Regions from separate parts of the Hordeum vulgare genome. Here all the other regions are linked to region 3. The links are chromatin contacts, called in public Hi-C maps. All regions are on one chromosome and are shown on one strand. Each heading gives the region's core, a stretch centred on a gene start, on an enhancer-like site or on the middle of the called end of the contact. The rest is flanking DNA. Distances are from core to core; before and after follow the strand shown.

What was found. Hi-C and Micro-C count contacts between places; a contact is called where the count stands out from the background.
Region 1: a contact with region 3 is called in a Hi-C map of seedling, with 3 times the contacts expected there. The contact joins the promoter of LOC123413299 here to the enhancer-like site in region 3. A contact is called at or near these places in 2 of 6 Hi-C or Micro-C datasets (leaf and seedling).
Region 2: a Hi-C map of leaf shows a contact between it and region 3, with 7 times the contacts expected there. The contact joins two enhancer-like sites. A contact is called at or near these places in 2 of 6 Hi-C or Micro-C datasets (leaf and seedling).

The regions. Positions count from the first base shown.
Region 1 is chr7H:413,912,186-413,916,873 of MorexV3_pseudomolecules_assembly, forward strand. It overlaps LOC123413299 (lysine histidine transporter 2-like), which reads right to left and starts at 2,056. Exons shown (of 8, transcript XM_045106241.1): 1 at 1,862-2,056; 2 at 152-306. The coding sequence starts at 1,903.
Region 2 is chr7H:414,188,167-414,192,798 of MorexV3_pseudomolecules_assembly, forward strand. No RefSeq gene overlaps it. Among protein-coding and RNA genes, the nearest start is that of LOC123413299, 280 kb to the left of the region's middle. Within about 2 kb of position 1,650, at least 1 of the 3 cell types and tissues checked has open chromatin away from gene starts, as enhancers often do. A contact at or near this core is called in leaf, where this site is marked.
Region 3 is chr7H:414,852,160-414,856,556 of MorexV3_pseudomolecules_assembly, forward strand. No RefSeq gene overlaps it. Among protein-coding and RNA genes, the nearest start is that of LOC123411965, 180 kb to the left of the region's middle. Within about 2 kb of position 3,107, at least 2 of the 3 cell types and tissues checked have open chromatin away from gene starts, as enhancers often do. A contact at or near this core is called in leaf and seedling, where this site is marked.

The DNA of each region.
Region 1 (4,688 bases), core at 806-3,305, 940 kb before region 3:
ACAGATAACATCAGTGAACGTCAAATGATTGGAATTATGCCATTGCAAGTTTCTAGCTTCGAAAACTGTCCGTCTGTGAGTATGACATGTAGGACCCACATGTCATTCAGATTCCAATTTATGGGTGTCATGGCAAGGTAGATGTACATACCAACCGAGTTCAGACATGGCGTAGGGGAGGCTGAGCACCCCAGCGCCAACCATGGCGGTGACATTGTGGAAGGCCGAGTACCACCACTTTGCTTTCCTTGAAGACGTGATAGGAAGCCAGTCATCGATCGCCTTCTCCCGTGCAGTCCTCTCATCCTGTGGGTTTTCAGAATTTTTGTTAGCCTATAAATATCATGATCACACAATCGCCGAAGTTCTTCTTCTAAATTTAAAATATCAAACAATAAAAGCTATTATACCAAATTTATTTGGGACTTATCAACAACAATTTATTTGCAACCTATTTCTTTCATTTTTGATGTCATGGAGTAAACTTACGTTGGCAACTTAGAATTTTCAGATGTAGAGTGATTCGTTTTCTTCCGGGCAGTTGACTTATCACATGGCCAAGTAGTCGCCAACGACAAACAAGTCATCAGATGCTTACCAATCAATGACAGCTCACGGTAAACATCTTTGATTTTTCTATCAAACCACGTTCACCTAACAACGTTGCATGATACTACTAGTCCCAAAATATTATGTTTGCATATCTGGAATACGGAAGTTGTTTTGATAAAGCATCCATTTTCACAAGAGTGCCTTTCCATTATTTCGTAATCAAAATAAACAACTTCTTGCACGAGACGTGAAATTGCGCATTGTATATATAGCATAATCAATCTTATGTGGCAATGAACACAGAGATATGGATATGCATGTACATTAAATTGATAAATAGTCCACCGTAAAAATTGTACGTAGTAAAAAAGAAAACTACTAGTTAATGGAGAGTTTAAAGAGTGTGATCTGTTTTTTTTTCGTAGGCAAGTGTGAACTATTTTTGGCATTGGAAAGCGAAACAACGCTGGACTGAAAGTACAAATTAAGACTTTTCAGACTTGTTAGTCCAAGTACAAGGTGGACCATACGACAGAAGCAACAAAAAAGATGGAAAACCATTTTATTTCTTCCCATATAAATCTGTAACATACTCCTGCTTACTTGTTTCCGTATAGTAATATATTTGAAACAAGAAACACAACGTAATTATTGAGGTACATGTTAATGTAAAAACAGACTGGATGATGTGATAATAAGAATTGTAAAGTAACAGAACAGGCTGGAAAAACAAGGAGGCAAAACCCATTTGTTTAAAGGAAAAAAGGTAAAATTCCGCAGTTAAGGCAAAGCATCAAGAATCACACTGATCATATGACGCCGATACTTGATGTACATGCGTTCTTTTCTATTCTTTAATCCTTTGTACGAAAAGAAACCAGAAAGTATACTAGTCCGAAAGCACCAAGAAGATGAGATTGATATTATACCACCACGATTTCACACGGGTTCTTGCCGCCTCCAAGAAAAGGATTTCACATGAAGAGGATGAACTGGTGCTACATGCCGGGACAAGACAATCCTCCACGCAAAAAGTTTTTTCCTTTTGTCTTTTTTTGCGCGAACAGGTGGGGGCTCTGTCGATCTCGCTCCCCGCTTTTCGGAACTCTACAACCCCCTACCTTTTGTTTTGCGCTCTCTCTGCCTTTCTCTCTCCCCTCAAGAACGAGGTAGAAGAAAGAGAGAGAGAGAGAGTTTGAACAAGATGAACGGATTGTTTCGTGGATACAGAAACATTGCGAATAAAACAGATCATATAACATACATACGCAGAAGCAGAGGGAGAGAGAGAGAGAGTGGGAGATTTGACCTTGGGCGGCGTGTTGTTGTCCGGCGAGGCGTGCGTCCCCATGGCTTCCGGCACCGAGCGCGCGTCCAGCAATGGCCGGAGGAGTCACACAAAGGAGAAGGTGGAGAGAAAGAAGGAGATGCAGCTCGTGGTGGTGGTGGTGGTCTTTATAGAGGGGGCAGATTCAGATGGAGGCGGGGAGGGCGCCGTATATACTGTGAGCGATCGAGGAGCACGTATCCCGCTGGGTTAGTTATGGGTTTGTTTCCCCTCAAGAAAAAATGGAATATCGTTCGGCTGACCGTTGACTCCAGCGAGCTGCGGGCGCGCCGTTCCAACCGCACGGACCCGTGGCACCCGCGTCCGAGGCTGGCGGGATGCCGTTCGTTCGATCCTGGCTCTGTCCATCTGTGGGGGCTGGAGCTGCTCTGGGTGGCAGAACGTCATGTACGGACTATTCAATTCTTTATTTCCAAACTCGTGCACGTGAAAATTGGCTTTTCTTTTTAAAGAGAAAAAAAGGCACCAAGTGGATGATGCGAGTCTCTCGTAATTTGGATCTCGTCGGGGCGTAAATGCACCTCTGCACTTGGCTGTGCTGACAGCCACACCGAGTCGAAGGCTTGCCAAATTATATACTTGTACGTATCATATGTTCATGTTCCAAATGCGGCGAAAAGGAAACAACTCCACTTGAACACTTTATAGGATTGATTGTGAATAGTCGGCAACCCACGTTTTACAATTCACGTACCGATACCACGTGCGAGTAAACATATACTACTTCCTTGTAAATTAATATAAAAACGTTTAGATTATTAAAATAATGTTTTAATTATTTTTATATTAATCTATAGAGGAAGTTACGTATATACAGCTTTTAACCGTAAAAATGAAGCAAAAATGAAAACACACAATGGACATGAACTGCCCTGTTTGCCCCCTCTTGGGGCTTAAAGGCAGGGATGCCGGATGTCATCATATTTATTTCTGATGTGCGTCAAAGGTTTTACTTCACCGATGAATCACTTTAGAGGAGCACATGTAGGCAAAGGTAAAAGAGTGACTTATCGATCCTCACGGATTAATCATTTGCTTTATGCAGATGATAGCCTCCTTTTTATGAATGCAAAGTTGCAAAGTGCACATAGACTAAATGAGATCTTCCGGATTTCTGTTGAGAGTTCGGGATAAGCTATTAATAAGGAGAAGAGATCGATCTATTCCAGCCTGAATACGACCGCACCGATTCGACAGATGGTCAAGCAGTTTCTGAACATCTCGATCGAGGCGTTGAGTGAGCGGTACCTAGGCCTGCCCACTGCGGTTGGCCGGATAACCAGCGAGACTTTCGACCACATTGAAGAGAGAGTCCATAGCAAAATTCAAAGTGGTCCACAGAGGATGGTCTCTTGTGCCGCAAGGGAAGTGTGCCTTAAATGTGACATACAAGCAATTCCCACATTCAGCATAAGCTGCTTTAAGTTAACAAAGGAAGTGTGCTTGTCGATCGGCTTGTCGATGAAGCTTTGGCTGTTCGAGATGGGGTCCTCTTTGCAAAGCTTCGGGGTTACGAGAAGGTCGTTGTGGAGACAGATTGTTTGAAGATTGTCAATCTCTGGTATTCACGCCTCAACACTCGCACTTTGGTGGCGCCTATCTTAACTCAAGTTCAAGAGCTCGCCTCATTGTTTAGTTTGTTCTCCATTCAACATGCTGTAAGAGCAGCTAATATTTGTGCCCACTTATGTGCTAAAAAAGCTAGCCCACTGGAAGTAACTCGTTGCTGGTTGAACTCTAGTCCTAGTTTTTTTGTAACTAGTCTCCTCGCAAATCATGTCGTGTGTGTTGAATAAAGCTCCCAACTTTGCTCCCCTCCCCCGCCCCCCAAAAAAATCCGCCCTCGTATTTTTTTAAATCCAGATCTCTATCACTCTACTCTAGGTGAATACATGTGAACTATACAAATTTTAGTGTGCAGTACGTGCTTATGTAGTTACTAATGTGTCATGTGTCTATACTAAGTATGCACTCTAGTTTATAGTGACGTAGTCGCAGGAGCATCATAGCTCTCCTTGTCAAATTTTTGGCGATAAAAAGTTTTGTTGAACATTTGACCCAATTGTACCTACCACACTTTATTGAGTTTTTGTCCAAAAAGACCACTTGCAAAACCGAATTATTAAAAAAGACCTCCTCTAGATGAAATTGACATAAAATATCCACCGGGTCGTGACGGCATGCGCACCAGCCGACACGTGGCACCCGCCGCCACGACCAGAGGAAGGAACACTGTTCACTCCAACGCAAGGCGATAACACTGTTCACTAAGGATGAATAGTAATTTTGAAAAGAAAATAGCAGAAAAACATAAAAAATTCTGAAATTTTGCACCCAGTTAAAACACTCGATCATCTTTCCTTTTTTTTTTGAATTTTTTGCTATTTTTTGTTTTTCTCAAAAATAATGTTCATCTCTAGTGAAACCCTTTTTTTTTGAGTGGAAAACGTCCCTCGGATGAACAGTGTCATGAACCGTGTTGTCAACCCCTGGCGTGGCGACATGTGCCATATGTCGGCTCGCGCTCGTGCCGCCACGCCTAGGGGATCTTTTTTAGCAATTCCGTTGAGCAGGTGATCTTTTTGACGAAAAATCTACTTTATTATTTCGTTTTCATGGTTTCTAAGGTCAACCCATACATCGACCCTAAACGGATGTTCGTTTTGTGATTTCATACGTTTGAGATGGTAAAATAAACGTTCTTTTTGATTTGGGTTGTTCGTGTGTGAGTGAACGGAACACGCGGCCACGTCCCAAATATTGTCTGTGTTAGACAAAAAAACCCCAA
Region 2 (4,632 bases), core at 400-2,899, 670 kb before region 3:
TGGATATGAGGGGTGCCGGTCAGCCGGCGTGTTTGAGGCCCGTTTAGGGAGTCCGTCTAGGTCGATTGTTTGTGACCGGACAGTGACCGGACGGCCTGCCCGGGCGTATGTGACGGCTATAAGGGGTTCAACTGTAGATGCTCTAACTCCCAGATACGATGGTTGCGCTCGTGGACGTTGTGTATGCAGTGATGGCAAACACCATGTGGTCTTTCGGATGTGCTCCGACGTGCTGCCCGAAAGCTTGGGCGGCGGTTTGAGACTGTAGATGAGGTGATGTGGTGGTCTATGAGGCGGCACGACGTGCGGTGACCTCCGACTTCGGGTAGAGTTGATCTGGTCTCCGGCGGGCGCGGTAGCACGCATGGTGGTAGTGGTTGGTTGCCCGCGCCAGTGCAGGATGATGTGCGGACAATGTGTTGTGGGAGCTCGGGTGAAGGCCCTCTCTCGGTCTTGTGCTGTGACCACCGATTGCAACGTCTACGACCATCGTTTTCTTCCCGAAGGCATCGTTGCTTTACTGTTGCACCTTTCCCACGTGGATCTGCCATCGCGACCTCTCCATGGGAAACCCTTGATCTTGCCATCGGACGATGGTGGAACTTTCATGTGTCGTTTTCCCTCTTAGGGACTTCATTTCAAAGCTCGGCATTGGCAAGCGGGACCGGTGGTTTGTAGCGGTTTGGCGTCTAGACTTTCGTGACAACGATAATGGTGGGAGTGATGTCGGCGACGTGGCAATGGTCGCGCTAGTCGGCTCTTCTTCGACTTGTTTGCGGTATTGCCTCGATTTGTTTGCTGTTGTGGAGTCGTAACTGAGGCAGCGGGCCCTCTAGTATACAATGACTTGCTGCAGGTGGTCCGTTCGGTGATCTTGTGTGGCGCTAGCCGTGCCTGGTTTTGTCTTTTCGAGTTCTTCATTAAAGTTGGAGTTGCGTTGTTTGTCGCGAATGGCTAAGTTTTGGCCTACACCTTCATGCAGCTTCACGCGTCCACTAGGGTGTGGATTGAGTCAATGATCACTTACGGCGAAGTCGGAGTCGTTTGCTCAGATTGTAGAGATGACGATTACATCTTTAGAAGAGGAGTGATGATGATGATGTGTGCATGCTATCTTGTCCAGGCCCTCTTGGGAGTGGTGTATGGTGTTATTTATGTGTGTCACTCAATGCTTGTAATGGTTTTCGTCACTGGGTAATCTGATTTTCGTTCAGTTTTTTCTAGTTAACTGAGCGACTCTTTTCTTCTTAAAAAATGCACGATAACTGTTATGTTGGAAAAAAAATCCGAAACACACAGAAATAAGAAGACAAAGTTAATTTATTGTGAACTGTTGAACTATTGGATGAGTAATAAACTATCGGAGGTCACAAAACGTGAACTGAACACCGCGTACGAGAATATAGAGCCTCCGAGACAGCACTATTAGACTAAGTAACGTCTTGAGACCGATGACAGCAACACACCCCAGAGCAAGGAAAGCTAGCAGGCTGGAACTGCTCTGCTTATACGCGCTTATATATGTATTCAACGTAAGGGTAATCTAAGATTAGAGCCCTCAAATCCCGGGATGCCAGGAGCAGACAGAGTGCACCAGTGCGTAGCATTGCTCCTGGTCAACGAGTCATGTGTCCACATGCAAGTGGCTTACGTAATCAGGCCCACGCTTCGTTCTTGATAGCTACTTCTCCTCCTTCTGGTCCATGGCGATGACGAGTTGGAGATTTGACCCATGATACGATCCTTCACGTGTCAAATGCACTGAGAAATGAAACGAAGTTCACTTGCAGAAACTTTCTTCCCATTTCAAGCGTACCTGCGGGCCGACGCACACGTAGCGTACTCACATCGCGCACCGAGGGCGAAAAACCAGTACGTATCAAGGTCGTCGTGATTCGTGTAAAAAAAAAAGGTCATCGTGATCTTATCGGAAAGAGGATATTTGTTGCCTTGGGACGATAAGTAAACGTGAAAGCAGCGGTTTCCCATACACGACTTTCACCTGATAAGCTTCCCATAGTCAAGGTTCAAGAAGCCTTTTGCCACTAATTTCCAACAAGTGCAACAACCGGTCACAATTCGATCCAGGGCAGCTATTTTTTTTAACCGTACTGGAGGAGTTGCTGCTGTGAGCATGTGACCCGTGTGGCCCGATTAAAGAAGCTTGTGTTGGTTTCTCCACACGCACACACACGGGGAAAACGAAGAACCGATAGACGTGGACAGCCATGTTATAAAAGTCTACACGCATGATCGTGCCAGCACTGACCGAATTGCAGTAGCGAAGATGGTGACAACCCCAGCCGTTGACCTGGCTGTCCCAGCCAGGGCATCCTGAACTGACACTGACAACCAAGATTTTTTAGGAAAACTCCCAACAAACGGGCAGGTTAGACCGTCAAAGAAAACATTCGCTCTCTACCTTTGCTTTCCACCGGGGAAAGGTTTCACGAACATGTCCTCTTCTACTTGAAAAACACATCAATACGATATTTATATATGAAAATATGTTACGACATTTATGATCTTGTGTACCTTCGCTCGCGGTGTGCCGACACGTACCCTCTCACCCATTTTGCAAAAAAAAAAACACTTGCTTCAACTCGCCTATCATAGGTGGTCACACAACTTGCGTTTGATCTTCAGTTTGATGCTAAAACTTTAGAAATACATATTTATGATCGTTTAATTTGCTTTTTCGTCTAAATATGGTCACCTAGATCATATTCAGGCGTATCATGCGCTTATGTGGCACGCCCGTGTGTCTATGACTCACCGTCAGTGACTGGAACAGCTTGGTGCAACACACTTGTTTTTTTTGTAGAAGCACCCCTCACTTTGTATTTAAAGAAATAGAAGCCCCTTAATAACACGCGTGGGCCCCACTTATCAGCATGAGTGGCGGGAGAAATGAGAATAAAAAGGGCACCTGGGGGTGGTTCAAACTCCGGACCTTGTATACAACGAGTGCCTTAGCCAACAACTGTGCGAACTACATGTTCGTCCACATATATAGATACAGTTGATTTTATATTGGCAATTGGTTTTTCTCTTAGATTCCTTTTTTTTCATGTTTTCGGAAAAATTTAGCTTTTTGACAAATAAAATCAAATGAAAAGACCACGTTGAAATATATAAGCCTAGCTCACAACATACAAAACTACACTTGATCTTTGCTATTTCCACGGGGATCATAAGAGCTAGCCATAGCCCCCGCTCCTCCGCTCATGCACCCTTGTCCCACCGGGGCCTCCGGCCACAGCATGGCCGACCATCTCAACACGCCGTGAAGCACTCGACTTGCGGCGATCACCCATCATGTCCTTGGCTAATCTCAACTTCGATCAGGGTCAAGAATTTGCTCAAAGAGTGTGGGACAAATGAGGCGTTCATATCAACTTCGAAGAAGGAAGAGACAAAGAGGAATTCTTTCTGGTAGCTGAATTTACAAGGTCCATGATTCGTCTTACTGGAAATTTTGTGGCTACAATTCTTCTCGCATGTTTCGAAGGTCATGCATCTCTTTTTAAGGTGAAACTTCTTCAAAATGGGTCATTCAAATTCTCTCTTTCCTCTAAAGAAGTGGGATTCCCGATCATCAAAGGAGGGAACATCTCACTCAACCTGCTTAACGTCAATTTCCTCTTGTGGGGTGATGGTGGGCCAAATTATCAGTGGGAACTTGATCAATATCTCCAAGAGAAGGAAGATGCTTGTACTCATATCTTCTGTCGCCACCCAAATAGATCCTACCTCCACACTCTTAGAACTCCGACGATCTTCCATCGATCAGACCAAGTTGTAGCTAAATATCATTCCTATTCAAATCAGCATCACGAGGCTCACCGGGTGAGATCACTGGGCCATGATCTATGCCCCATTCATCCTACAATCAATGCGTCAGTTTCTATTGGTAAGGCGGGATCAACGGTCATTCAAAATTCCGGGCTTCAACCATTTTGCGTTCGTTGTCTCCTCCATGGTCATTACACGCCCAACTGCACTAATAGGATTAAGTGTAGGAACTCTAAGCATTGGGGCCTATTGCCCGAGATTGTTTTGCTAAGGCCCACTTCCTTTCACGAGCCCGACCCAACTACATCGCTTCGTGAATCAATGCGCGCTGCCACTATTCCCTAGACAACGACCACTCGGGTCGTCAATCACGTCACTTGCCATACTACAAGAGCTAATTCCTTTGTTCCGCCACCTCCGCTAGCCAGATTTCACCCCCTAATCCGTCCTCACCGGCTCTCAATCGCATATCGGCTACCTCTACTACGTCGCCTCCATCCACCAGTGAAGCTCAGGCGTCCTCCACCGTTCCCATCAGTCTGTTGATGGCCTCATTTCCATATGACCCAACACCTTTCATTCCAGCAAACCGTCATAGCATCCAAGTGGAAGGTCGACCGGCTAGGGTTCTTGTGATTGTCAGCGCTGCTCACCATTCCCATGAGAAATGGGCCATTGTGACCATTGTTCCGATGCCTAACTTACAAGTTGAGTTCAATAATGTTCGCAAGGTACTCTACGATTCTATCACTGATAGGAGGCTAGGGTTTTCAGAGATTATTCGATGCCCATTTATTCAAGCATTCATCAAGCTTAGCGGTGTTTTTGATAGATATG
Region 3 (4,397 bases), core at 1,857-4,356:
CAAGGATACGTAGATCCAAATCTTCTCTCATAGATGGACATCACCATGATGGGTCTTCGTGTGCGTAGGAAGCTTTTTGTTTCCCATGCAACGTTCCCCAACACGCCTCGGCCTCCGGCTCCATCTTCACCGGCGGGAGCTCCTCTAGCTCCCTCTTCACCGTGAGGAAGGAGGAGCGCGAGCTCGACGCCTTGGAGGAGCTGCCGAAGAAGAGGCAGCCGCGCGCGCGGTCGTACTCCTCTGTCTCGCGACGGAGGAGCGACGACGGCGGTGTCATGCCCCATTGCGTGTACCGGCGGGTGGCGCGCTTTCGGGCGGCAGCGAATCTGACGAGACGAGCCCTCTCGGGGTCGTCGTTGCTACGACCGCCGAAGTTGGCCATCTTGGGCGGTGGAATGGAGCAGCTAGGCGGTGGAATGGAGGTGCGTGGTGGCGGATCTGAGGCGTCGGCGATGAGGTGGCGGGACTTTTCGCGGCGGCAGAGGGATACGGTTTTGACCCGCATCCAACGGTCGAGCGATCGCGTTTACGGGCCACCGCAAAATATTTACGGGCCAGGCCACGTTTACAGTATCTAGTTTGACACAAAAAAAATGGACCGAACCCGTATAATCGTCCGAGTCTTACAGTTCCGACGATTATACGGGTCTGCTAGAGATGCTCTAAGGCAAATGGGCAATCCCAAATTGCCAATATTTGATGGACACTAGCTAGAAAAGAGAGCTAAGAGCATCTTTAGTCACGACTTACAAATTCGGGTTCTCTTATTTGTGCGTCCGTGCAGCCACACTCTTCATTTTCTTTTTCACATGTACGGTCACTTGCACGTGATTGGTGAAGAGGAAGAGAGAGAAAAAAGAATAAATAAAGTAAAGAAAAAGGTGGTCTGGAGTAGGGTCACCTCTTATGTGGCGGACTGAACGGGCGCGCCCGGGCGCATCCGCGAGCCGTCATATTTCCCCATGTTTGATATGAATATTAGGGTTCGCAGACAGCTCGATCATATAGAAACAATATGAGGATCCGGTTGAGTTATTTTTTTTTCTCTCTTCTGTCCGGTCACTGACCGAGCATGTCCATGGGCGTGTGACCACTCAAATTGTCTCGCATTTCACTATGACCCTGGTTTCCTTGCCATTCCATGTGCCGAGAGATATATTTATAGTTTATCCAACAACAAAAAAACATGGTCAGGCGAATACGTTAATTTGTGTGCTTCATAAACAAAATCACATACGTCACTACTAGCAAAGTTGACCTCACCTACGTATAGCTGTTTGAACAACCCGCAAACCTGACAGGTAGACCGATCAATCATGCAATACAAGCTAGCAACTACATGTGATGATGCGATCGGCGTGTCCAATTAAGTATTAATCGCGAAAAGAATACTGGATTAATTAACTGGCCGAATCACCTAACTGATTCATCTGTATTATCAGGGTGATTCTTAATATACAAGTAATAGAATGCATATATATGGATTAGCTAGCAGTAGCAGGTCATGCCATGTGATGGAGACTAGCTAGAAAAGAGAAGCTGGATCCTTCGGAAATTTCGTGTGAATGATGCGGCAACTGGCCGGCGTTCAATCAAGCTGTTCACAACTTCCCGCTCAAAAAAAAAAGGTGTTCACAACTTCACAGGGTGGCCCCCGCAACAAGAAAAAAAAAACTTCCCAAGGTGGTGTCAATCTATTCAGACAAGAGGCTCCTCTTTGTTCGATATGCACATGCACTAGCAGCTAATTATACTTGGTCCAAAATATCTATCTATATCTCTCTCTCTCTCTCCGATTCTGTTTTTGCGCGGGTCTATCATGTACGCTCGTGAGAAAAATACTCCTAACCTATACATGCATGCATGTGGTTTTCAAAGGGTGACGATCGAGGATTCCTAGTACATATCTGAAAGACTTGGCGTGTGAATTATCCGCACCCACCCCGCTCCAAAAACACAAGAGAACAAGCGCAGCGAACAATGTATACGACGGTTGCTAGCAAACAGGGAGGGCGCCAAGAGTCAAGCAAATGATGGTACTAAAAGAATTGTCTGCGGTTTTCATCCGTACACGATCGTCACGGCAACGAAGATCGCCATCCTAGCTTTTAGCTTGGAAGGGGATGGTCAAGCTGCATGCGTCGTTTGAACTCTCATCCAACGCCCGGAGGAGTTTGAATTTTGCGTCGCACCTTAGGCAGTTTTGTACTAGCATTCACAGATTTATCTGCACTTCTCCGGCCTCAAACGGTGATAGAAGCCCCAGAAGAAGAGGAAGTAGAAGTTGTTTCTGCTGACAGCGAGCGGAGAGGGCGTTTACTTGACTTTGAATACTACAGTATATAAATCCGTAAAGGCGCGTTGCAGTGGCACACATTTGCTGACTCTAATGGGATACTCTATCCTTGAGCGCTGACCAAATCAGCAGGCGGATCCCTCCTCTGCGTCCGATTTGCTGTCAAAATTCCCTGCTCCTGGTTCCAAATTGAGTTCTTCGTCTCACAGACTCACAGTAACAGATTGAAATAAAACTCAACTTCCCACTAGGCCCCCATCGACATGCCCGTGTCCATATGCTGCATCACCGATCCCTTTTCTCCATTTTGTCGCATGCATGGGAGCTGTAAGCCGAACGTGGTGTATAGATAATCCAGTGAGAAGTACTATATTCAGTTAATTAAGCAGGCAACATGGTCAACTTGTCATGTGTCGGAATGCAGTTGGCGTAATGCGGGAGCATTGCAGAGCCAGCAAGGCACCCATCAGCTTGATGATGGGATAGCTACCATCGACTTGACGATTTGACCCAATTACGTGCGTCCAAGGAAGAGGCCTGCGGGTCCCACTCCCAGCGCATGCATGCGCGCATCGGGTTGACTTGTCAGAAGAGAGGATCAAGCGACCTCGCGCTGCTGCCATCTTGCGCAGGAAAAACGGGAGCAAGCTGAAAAAAGATCACGTTATCCAGTCGAACGCAGGCACCCGGCAGCTCGACAAAATCGGCACACGTTGCAGAAACTAACTACTAATTGGGTTCGTATTATTCCTTCTCTGGATCAAGCGTGCGAAGTTTCAGGCAAGTTGCGGATGAAAGCGACGGTCTCAGGCCGGAATTTCCTATGTAACCATCAGCCTGGACCGTCTGGTCAACCCCGCGGCGTGTGGTATGAACGCAGGACATTTGCTGCACAAACAGTTAACAGGTCGCGTGGTATCAGTTGTCCCTTGCACCTTCTAATCTCAGAGGTTTGATATATGTCGCTATGCCCTACCCATGCGTTGAAGGTTTGACCCGATTATAAGCCACGAAATGTGTTTAGTTTACCTGGAAACCTCAGGTATAGTAACACGACACTAGTATTTTGTTGGCCTGTAAATCGGTATGATGGGACGGCTCAATGTTCTTGCCCTTGTTTGAATGCTTAGCAAGTTTTGGCATGTCCATGGCCGCCTTTGGTAATCTGTCTGAACGGTCCTTCCTTTTGGCAGCGAGACAATGAACCATAACATCGGCTTTTGGCTAGCAAATTTTTTGCTACGGAATAAACTAAAACAGTCCAAAACGTGCTATGCTGACTTGCCCAAGGAAAGGCGCACAATCAAACTGGAACTGGATGACTCTGGTGATCAGGAAATGTAAAAAATCAAACAGGTCATGCCGTCGGCGTAGACTTTGAAAGACGCTACGTTATCCGATCGAAACACGGATGCCGGGCAGGTCAGGATATCGGCGGAGATGAATTTAACTAGATTCTATTGCTTTTCGGCCGCTTTGCCAGACTTTTCTCGCTCATATCATGCTGTAGAGAGAATCAAAATTTGGTCGTGTAAAATCATGATTATTATTATTACTCTCTATGTACCACAATATTGCCCTTGTTTGGATGCTTAGCAAGTTTTGGCATGTCCATGACTGCCTTTGGTAATCTGTGTTAGACTGATCTCTCACCGCGTGGGCCAAACGGCCCACCGGGCCTTGATCTATGCGCCCTGATCGGGGACGCCCAACCCATTATGGTTAGCGGGCCCCTGTGACCCGCGCTATATAAAGGACGGTGTGGTGCCGGGACACGAACTACGAGATTCGTCGCCGTCACACCCCTACCGACATACCTATCCGATCTAGGTTAAGCGCGGTGCTCACGGAAAGCTCCACCTACGCCTAACCCTTCTTCTACGTCATCGCCGTCGCTACCACACCGATGGAGTCCGGTGGGAGCTCATCCGGCTCAGGACAAGGTAAAGTCATGGGTTCTATCGGATCTATCTATGCCTAGAAGATCCCCACGTTCTATCAATGGTATCATGAGCCACTAGGCAACAGATTTATTCGGTTGAATGAAATCGAAAATCAAGTTCTTTTTTCCCACCCCGACATGAACCCTAGATGGGCAAGG